3 separate regions of the Sus scrofa genome follow, and regions 2 and 3 are each linked to region 1. The links are chromatin contacts, called in public Hi-C and HiChIP or PLAC-seq maps. All regions are on one chromosome and are shown on one strand. Each heading gives the region's core, a stretch centred on a gene start, on an enhancer-like site or on the middle of the called end of the contact. The rest is flanking DNA. Distances are from core to core; before and after follow the strand shown.

Region 1 (2,789 bases), core at 90-2,589:
TGGTTCTGATTTTTTTTTTTTTTTAAGTAATGTTCCATTTCGAAAAGCAGTAATATATCTGAGCATACTTGGTGCTGGTAGGATTTTAGTGAATGTTTCAGAGAGGTGGTGTTTATTCCCCTGGAACAAAAACTGGGTTTTTTCTGTTGTATTATTAAGGGATAATTACTTTTGCTTGGTCATACACAAGTGGATTAACAGTTGTTCAAGAAAAACGCAAATGATATCACAGTGAGTATTGAAAACATGATTCCATTTAGAAAGCAAACCATAATATTGAACTGTTCCTCTTACAAGTATGAGGTCATTTATTTTCTAACTGTTCCTGTGTACAGAAGGCTCAGGGAGACAGAAGATAATTGAGACAAATAGTTTTCACCTTCTCCTTCTAATCTCGCTCTGTTAAATTTGTTATGATTTCAATCTCATGCATACCTACATATACATATGCACAGATATACATACATTATGTGTGTGTGCACAGATATACATACACACACACACAACCTCTGCCAAACCCATATCTGTTACTGAATTATCTATCCTTGCAGGGCCTCTTGAAAACATCCTCTTCTTTCTACTCCTGTCAAATCCTCATCAGCTGCCTAATCTCTAGCCTTCCAACTCATGTCTCAGCTTTCATCAGTTTCTTTCCCCTCTCTAAACCATTTTGTGCATATTTATAGACAATATTTCCCTAACATCGCCCATCTGTGTGTGTGTGTGTGTGTGTGTATCAAAAAGGCAGGTCAGTTCTGGGGTCAAATCTGGTCGAGGGCTCAATTTTGTTTTCTTCCTGGATTAGGCTAAACTTCTAATTTTAACCTGTGAACCCTTCCACAGATATGAGATGTGCCATCATTTTATTTTGTTTTATTTTCTGTAATCCAGCCAACACACTGTGCTTAGGTGCTAGAGACTCAGGGGAGAGACTCTGGTTGTCCTTCAATATTCTGCTTTTCTCCTATATTTTTTTAATTTTAGCTAGGCACAGGAGTGCCCAGAATGGACTGCTATAGTTCATTCATGTATTTTATAAGCCACTATGAAGGAAATACTACCCAAGATGGGGAGTTCAGTAGGTTACCACTGCATTAAAACGAAATAGTTCCCGTCGTGGCGCAGTGGTTAACGAATCCGACTAGGAACCATGAGGTTGCGGGTTCGGTCCCTGCCCTTGCTCAGTGGGTTAGTGATCCGGCGTTGCCGTGAGCTGTGGTGTAGGTTGTAGACGCGGCTCGGATCCCGCGTTGCTGTGGCTCTGGCGTAGGCAGGTGGCTACAGCTCCGACTCAACCCCTGGCCTGGGAACCTCCATATGCCGCGGGAGCGGCCCAAGAAATAGCAACAACAACAACAAAAAAAGACGAAAGAAAAAAAAAAAAAAAGAAATAGCAAGGTTTCCCATCCTCAGAGAAGCAACTAACTCTTAGTCTCTTCAAAAGAAAATTCTGGAAGCTCATTTAGAAATGATTCTATAAGAAGTTCCAAGAGTGTGGTTATAAAGCCAACCTCGACCTTTCTCCAAACTGTACCAAGAACGGCTTAAGTGTGCGCTGGGAGTTTCCGCAGGACATTTTATCTCAGGTGAATGCAACCACAGCCCGGCGCCACACCTGAAGGCCCGGTAGGGCCGAAGCCCGGACGGGAGCCGCCCGCAGAAGTGCCCGCAGCGGAGAGCGGGGCCTGCCCGTCCGCCTCTAGCCCGGGTCTGAGCGGCGCCCTGCGCTGCGGCCTCGGGGTGGACATGGAGCCCGGTCGGCGCGCCCCGCGGCGCAGGGCGGCGGCGAGGGGGCTGCTGCTCGGCGCGGCCGCGGCCGCCGAAGGGCTGCGGGAGGACCTGCGGGGCCTGGTGCAGATTCCAAAGCAAGACGGGCCGAGGGAGGAGGAGGCGGCGGCCAGACACGAGTTCCGTGAGTCCGGGGACGAGGTCTGGAGAGGCCAGCGGGGGCAGCTGGTCCAGCAGGTGCGGGGAAGGGACCCCAAGTTCTTCCTCAGCCCTGCGCCCTCTGTGGGCTGGTTTCCAGCTTTGGGATCCACCCCCATCCAGGGTTGGCTCACGTTTCTCAGGTCGTTTTATTTCAGGTTACTCCTACCCTGTGGGTGGAAAGAAGGTGTTACTCTTTTAAATTAAGGAAGATAACTTTTAAAGAAATGAGTAAGGCCTTTTACACATAAGGAAAGAGTTTTATGTGCTATTATCTCCTGTAGCCTGACTCAGGCACTGATTTATTGTGTGACTTTAAATAAGTCACTTAATCTTTCTGTACTTAAGTTCTTTTCTTTCTTTCTTTCTTTCTTTCTTTCTTTCTTTCTTCCTTCCTTCCTTCCTTCCTTCCTTCTTTTCTTTCTTTCTTTCTTTCTTCCTTCCTCTCTTTCTTTCTTTCTTTCTTTCTTTCTTTCTTCCTTACTTTCCTTTCTTTCCTTTCTTTCCTTTCTTGCCATACCCACGGTGTATGGGAATTCCTAGGCTAGGGGCTGAAGTGGAGCTGCAGTAGGGGGCCGAGTCACAGCCACAGCAGTGCCGGATCCCAGCGGTGTCTATGACCTACCCCACAGCTCATGACAAGGCCAGACCCTTAATCCACTGAGAGAGGCCAGAGATCCAACCCAAATCCTCATGGAGACTACTTGGGTTTGTGACTGCTGAGCCACCTCGGGAACTCCTGTACTTAAGTTCTTAAAGCGTGGAGTGGATCATCTGGACACTATTATCACTATTTTGAGGTAGTAGGGGTTAGAATTTCAACATATGGATTTGGAGGGGCACAATTCAGCTATGGTACCCCT
Region 2 (2,789 bases), core at 161-2,660, 83 kb before region 1:
TTGGTCTCCATCCTGACATGTTTCAAGTTACTATGAATATTTCTATCACCTGCCGATTCAATAGCTCTTCTCTGAACTGGGATAAAGGGTGAAGGGAAAAGTTCAAGAGTCCTCCTCACTGAGATCTCTCACATTTAACCTGGCACGGTTTACCACCTCAGATTTCAGCACCAAGCCGAGTTGTTCCGTCTTCCGTCTAAACAGCCGCGTCTGCAGAAACCCCCCAAGCCTACTCTGCTTGACATCTCCTGACTAACCTCGTATAAAAGGTCTCATCTGCATCGTTCTCGTATCCAGTCCTTCGGACACCGCTGTTGCCCAACCCGAATTCCCATATGCGGGACAGCTGCCACCCTGGGTCCAAGTCACCGTGCGCATCCCGCTCCCAAACGGGATCCGGGATTGGGACACGTTTTCCCCGGTCCTAGGCCGCCAAGCTCCGGGGCAGGAGAGGAAGACAGTCCCCTTCTGCCCTCACCCCCACCCCCACCCCAACCCTGGCCCGGGCACTCCTGCCGCAGTACTCGGCTCCACACCCCTACACATTCCGCAGCCCCCGCCCCGGGACTGTCCGTGCCTCCCGCCCAGCCCCACCCCATGCCCTCAGCCGCTCGCCTCGCGGCAGGTGAGTTCAGGCTGAGGGCCCTGGGCCCGCGGGTTGCTCACCTTGCTAAGGACCCCGCAGCGCTCCACAGGCGGCCCGGACTCCGTCTCCGGATCCTCCTCCGAGCCCGAGGAGTTCCAGCTCTGGTTATCCGACATGGAGGCGCGACAGTGGAGCAGGAGACCGGCCCCCGCTCCCCGAGCTGTGCCAGAGGAGGCGCCCAGTCCCCGAGGTGAGGGGTTAGGGGATATCGAAAGAAAGAGTGCCCGCTCCGGTGCAGGAGGGAGCTGGAGAAGGGATGAAGTCCGCCCGCCGCGCCGCCGCAGCCGCCGCGCCTGACACCGAGCGGACCGGGGAAGGAGGACAAGCGGCGAAGGAAGCCTGCCCTTCCAGCCGTCAGCCGCTGCCGCCGTCGCCGTGACCCCTGCGCTGCGCCCGGCGCCGCCACCCGAACTCAACCCTCGGGATGCCAACCTCAGGGAAAGGAAAAGGGTAGGAAGAGGGAAGAGAAAAATCCAGCTGCAAGAGACCCGGGTCTCTCACACCTCCGCTACCGCCGCCATCTTCCTGCCTGGCCCACTATTTACTCTCCCCTCCCCTCTCCCCTCCCCTTCGTCCTCCCATTCTCCCCCCTGCTCCCCGCCCAGTCCCCCTCCCAACGTCTGACGCGACACGCCGAAGCTTGGAGTCCCCTCCCGCAACCTACCTCTGGTCCTCCCGGGTGACGCTGGGTAGATAAGTAGGAGGAGCGGAGAAAGGAGAAGGAGGGACGGGGAGGCCGCTGTGCTGCATTCTGGGAAGGACGCTGCTCTGTCCACCGCACAGCCTCCTGGGAGTTGTAGTCGCGGTCCTGAGGCAACTGGTGAGTGATCCACGCCGGGAAACCTTGTCGCCTTGGGGACGGTTACGGGAGGGTGGGCTTCGCTTGACAGTTGCGTGACCGATCCCCCTCGGCCGTGCTTGTGTCTCAGTCTAGCGTGTTTATGACGAACCCACCGGGCTTGCGTGCCTGGACGTGAGATAATTCTCTGCTGAGGGTGCCCGGGCCTGCCCTCCCTGGCGGCCTCCCGAAGGTCCGGAAGCATCTTGCCGCTTGCCCGGGCAGAGGTCTACCCGGCGCTTCCGCCTCAACCGCGGGCCTGGGGATTGCGACCTCTCTAATGACAGCGGCGTTTCTTTCCGTCAAACCACCTCTGCAAATTTCCAAGGTCTTCATCTCGCTCATTAGAAATTAAACTTCGCAGAACATTTCCCACTTTCGAAGGAAAAATTCTTAGACCCTGCTCACCAGAGCAAGAACTTCTCATTGCTAATTTTGCAGAGTTTGTATTGTGGAAAGTAATTCCGAAGATGTCAAAGGATAAATGACGTTGACGAGTTTTTAAAGTAAAATAAGATGAGAGCCTGGAGTTTTCTCTTAGTTGTTAATGTGTCTCCCTGAGACCCAGGTTAAAAATCAATCTGTATTGACCTACCTCTCTGAAAGATAGGAGAGGTTGGAATAGAAAGTTTCTTGTATAACAAAAACCAAAGTGTAGTAATCTTATTGAATAAGGGATTCCACAACAGAAGCCTGGCTTTAATCTTAAGACTAGAACTGACTTAGTAGAAAGCCCAATAGAAGAGCTAACAGATCTTGTTTAGTTTTTTTTTTTTTTCCTGCATACTTTAAAAGGATGACTTTTATGGAGACATCTTTAACTTTGTGGCTTAAATTATTTCAGCTCGTGTGCTACTTTTCCATCTTGTCAATTTCCTAGTAATTGCCAACAGTAATATTCCTTATTAAACCTGAGAAAGAATATCTGCTCACTGCAGGTGACAGCAGATAGAGGTGAAATTTTGAGTGCAGGGAAAAAGGCATAGAGACCACAAAGAGTTCTGGTAGCCATAGAGTTCAACTTAACTGGGATCTTCAGGAAAAACAGAATGATGGAAAAGTGCCTCTGAGAAGTACCAATGCTATGTTTCATTTTCCTAAACTGACACCTACAGATGCTGAATCTGTTGTAAATCAGTTACAAATCATTTTTCCATTCTGGAATCAAGTGACAGTGTACAATTGAAAGCCATTCAGATGAATAAAACCTTGAGATAAAGCTTTTGAAAATACTTTGTCAATGTGTTAATTAAAACACAATCCCTATTTTGTCATTCAAAAGAGAAAAAAGAAGAAAAAAACCCA
Region 3 (2,789 bases), core at 157-2,656, 70 kb after region 1:
TTTAAACTGTCATATAAAAAATTTAGTTTGCATTAGTTTTTTTTTTTTTTTTTTCTTTTTGCCTTTTCTAGGGCCACTCCCGAGGCATATGGAGGTTCCCAGGCTAGGGGTCTAATCGGAGCTGTAGCCACTGGTCTACACCAGAGCCACAGCAACGCAGGATCCTTAACCCACTGAGCAAGGCCAGGGACCGAACCCGCAACCTCATGGTTCCTAGTCGGAACCACTGCACCACATGGGAACTCTCCTGCGTTAGTTTTAATAATTTTTTTTTTTAGTAAAGTTCTCAAAGTTAACTGATTTAGCCTTTTGGCAGTAATATTGCAAAAACAGGATTTATATACTGTGATGTAATCAGTGACAGGCTGAGCCTATTAAAAAAAATCCAGTTTCTTTTTTAATTTAAGAAAGTTTTACTTAGTTGCTTAAATAAAAAATAAAATTAAAATAACCCTACATACAGTTACAAAGGATAGTACAGCTTGAAAAAGTCTCTTGTCATTTTGAAAAAATGAACATGACGCATCCATGGTGTTCTAAGAATACGAAATTTTAAAAACTAAAGACTTGTAATTCTTGGTTAAAACCAGAAGAATTAAAAGACCTCAATATGAACATTCTTTTTAGTCAACCACTTTTATGGAATGAATGCTTGTGAGAGATTGCGTGTGAGTTGATCTGGTTCCTAGAGACCTGGAAACCGAGGTACTACTTTCAGGGTGGATGGTCCGGGGATATTTTGCTGCAGTAGCTTGAGGAATGGTTTGCTGAAAAGGCAAAAAAATGCTTTAATAACCCCACAGAATTATACATTAAATATTTCATTATCTGTAATTTAACCCCATATTAAATATTTCATTATCTATAATTTAACCCCATATTAAATATTTCATTATCTATAATTTAACCCCATAAACATGAGTACATGTAGAGTCCTATTAAGGTCTCCACTTAGAGAAGTCATCTTTAAAATCATTGAAGTAAAATTATATATATTACGTCAGAACATTTATATTTCAGAAGGCTTTCTTTAAAAAAAAAATGAAACCTCTTGAAACAAAGACCCTCATGTCAGATTCGCTTTAAGTGTTCCTCTTTAAAGAAATGGAAAAATAACGTCCTTTCTTGAAAGTATTATGTAATTGTTTCTTTGTACATAAATAACTGGATAACCATTACAGGTGGGAGAAATTCTTGTAACTGGTATGAAATTTTAGTTGATAGCCACCCATTCTGACCCTGTCAAGAGAGCTGTTTGTCCCTAGGGATGGTGGGCAAGAGAACTGCAGAAGCAGATGCATGGTTCCAGGGGCAGCGTGAGCTACAAAATACAGCACAGGATAAGTAGCTCCAGGAGCGGGCAATTAGCCAGCAGATGGCGCTCAAGGGTCAGAAATCTGATTACTGGTTGACTAGTGACAGGGTTTCTGATCATTAGGTTAGATCGTAGGTTGCTGGGAAAAAAATGAAATAGTACAGGGGACTGCCACTGTGTCTGTTACACAATCCAAAGGAAATAATAATGGAAGCCATTTTTGGCTGTTTACTTTGTGGCCAATTACTGGACATGCTAAATAAGCAAAGGGCAGTTTGGGAGGTAAGACTCGTAACCCTCATTTCTGATACTTTAGTTCAGAAATTTTTCTTCTGGAAAAAATTATTCCTTTTTGCTTTTTTTTTTTTTTTTGGTCTTTTTGCCTTTTCTGGGGCCGCTCCTGCGGCATGTGGAGATTCCCAGGCTAGGGGTCGAATTGGAGCTGTAGCTGCCGGCCTACGCCAGAGCCACAGCAACGAGGGATCTGAGCTGCGTCTGTGGCCTACACCACAGGTCACGGCAACGCCGGATCCTTAACCCACTGAGTGAGGCCAGGGATCAAACCCTCGACCTCATGGTTCCTAAGCACTGAGCCACGACGGAAACTCCGTGGAAAAAATTATTCCTGTCAGTACAAAACAACAGGTTGTCTGAATTAAACACATTTCTCTTTATATATTCTTGATCTTGCTGAAGGACAGTCTTTCTCCCCTCACGCCCCATTTCTTCACAAACATTGTATGTGCTGATAAAAATAGATTTTTTGATAACGAATCTCACATTTTTCAGAAAGATGTGGCGAAGTCATCTAAGGACTTTCAGAGTCAGTCCAACCTATGAAGGCAAAGATAATCCTCCACCCTCCCTGTCTTCAGTGTGGTACTCCTCCAGCGCAGCCTGCCACTGCCCTGTACTCACCCTGGACCTAAATTGAAACAATCAATCCAGCCTCTTGGGACTTAATTATCTAGCAGCAATGTAGTATTGAGAAAAGGATTTAAAATCATTCCTTTTATCTTTTTGACATATTAAGTAGATAGGAATGTTAATTTAACTTGAGAATTTATACAGAGGCCATTCTCTTTTAAAGTCAATCCTTGTTTCTCTGGAGGAATGTGTTCTTGTAACTTTTAGGAATTAAACTTGTGGAGATAATTGCTGATTCACATTCAGTTTTAAGAAAGAGATATATCCCATGTACCCTTCTCTTGTAATTTTTGTTAAATTTGCTTACAGCTTTACAGTTTACAAAATGTCTTTAACATCCCATTTAATTTTCACGTTCTCTCATTTAATCCTGAATCCTGGCAAAAACTCCAGGAGTTAAGTCCTCTTATGGCTCCCATTTTACACAAGAAAAAAATAAAGGCTCAAACATTTTACTTGATTTGTATACGATCTCAAAGGCAGTAAGAAACAAAATTGATGCACTAACTCAATGTTTGAGTTTATTTTTGTTTCAATTCCATGTACT

The links. Hi-C and Micro-C count contacts between places; a contact is called where the count stands out from the background. HiChIP or PLAC-seq counts read pairs in DNA pulled down with a chosen protein or histone mark.
Region 2: a contact with region 1 is called in an H3K27ac HiChIP or PLAC-seq map of skeletal muscle. The contact joins the promoter of COL4A3BP here to the promoter of ANKDD1B in region 1. A contact is called at or near these places in 1 of 5 promoter capture datasets (fetal liver), 1 of 47 Hi-C or Micro-C datasets (liver) and 1 of 2 datasets of contacts at active chromatin or transcription factors (skeletal muscle).
Region 3: a Hi-C map of liver shows a contact between it and region 1, with 2.0 times the contacts expected there. The contact joins the enhancer-like site here to the promoter of ANKDD1B in region 1. A contact is called at or near these places in 1 of 5 promoter capture datasets (liver) and 6 of 47 Hi-C or Micro-C datasets (embryonic fibroblasts, fetal liver and liver).

What each region holds. Positions count from the first base shown.
Region 1 is chr2:84,619,757-84,622,545 of Sscrofa11.1, forward strand. It overlaps ANKDD1B (ankyrin repeat and death domain-containing protein 1B), which reads left to right and starts at 1,340. Exons shown (of 14, transcript XM_013994918.2): 1 at 1,340-1,912. The coding sequence starts at 1,591.
Region 2 is chr2:84,536,608-84,539,396 of Sscrofa11.1, forward strand. COL4A3BP (collagen type IV alpha-3-binding protein) reads right to left here and starts at 1,411. Exons shown (of 20, transcript XM_021084454.1): 1 at 1,311-1,411; 2 at 667-1,078. The coding sequence starts at 1,396.
Region 3 is chr2:84,690,060-84,692,848 of Sscrofa11.1, forward strand. POC5 (centrosomal protein POC5) reads right to left here. Exons shown (of 13, transcript XM_005661493.3): 13 at 1-767. The coding sequence ends at 624. Among named protein-coding and RNA genes, the nearest start is that of POC5, 40 kb to the right of the region's middle. Within about 2 kb of position 1,407, at least 4 of the 83 cell types and tissues checked have an H3K27ac peak or open chromatin away from gene starts, as enhancers often do. A contact at or near this core is called in fetal liver and liver, where this site is marked.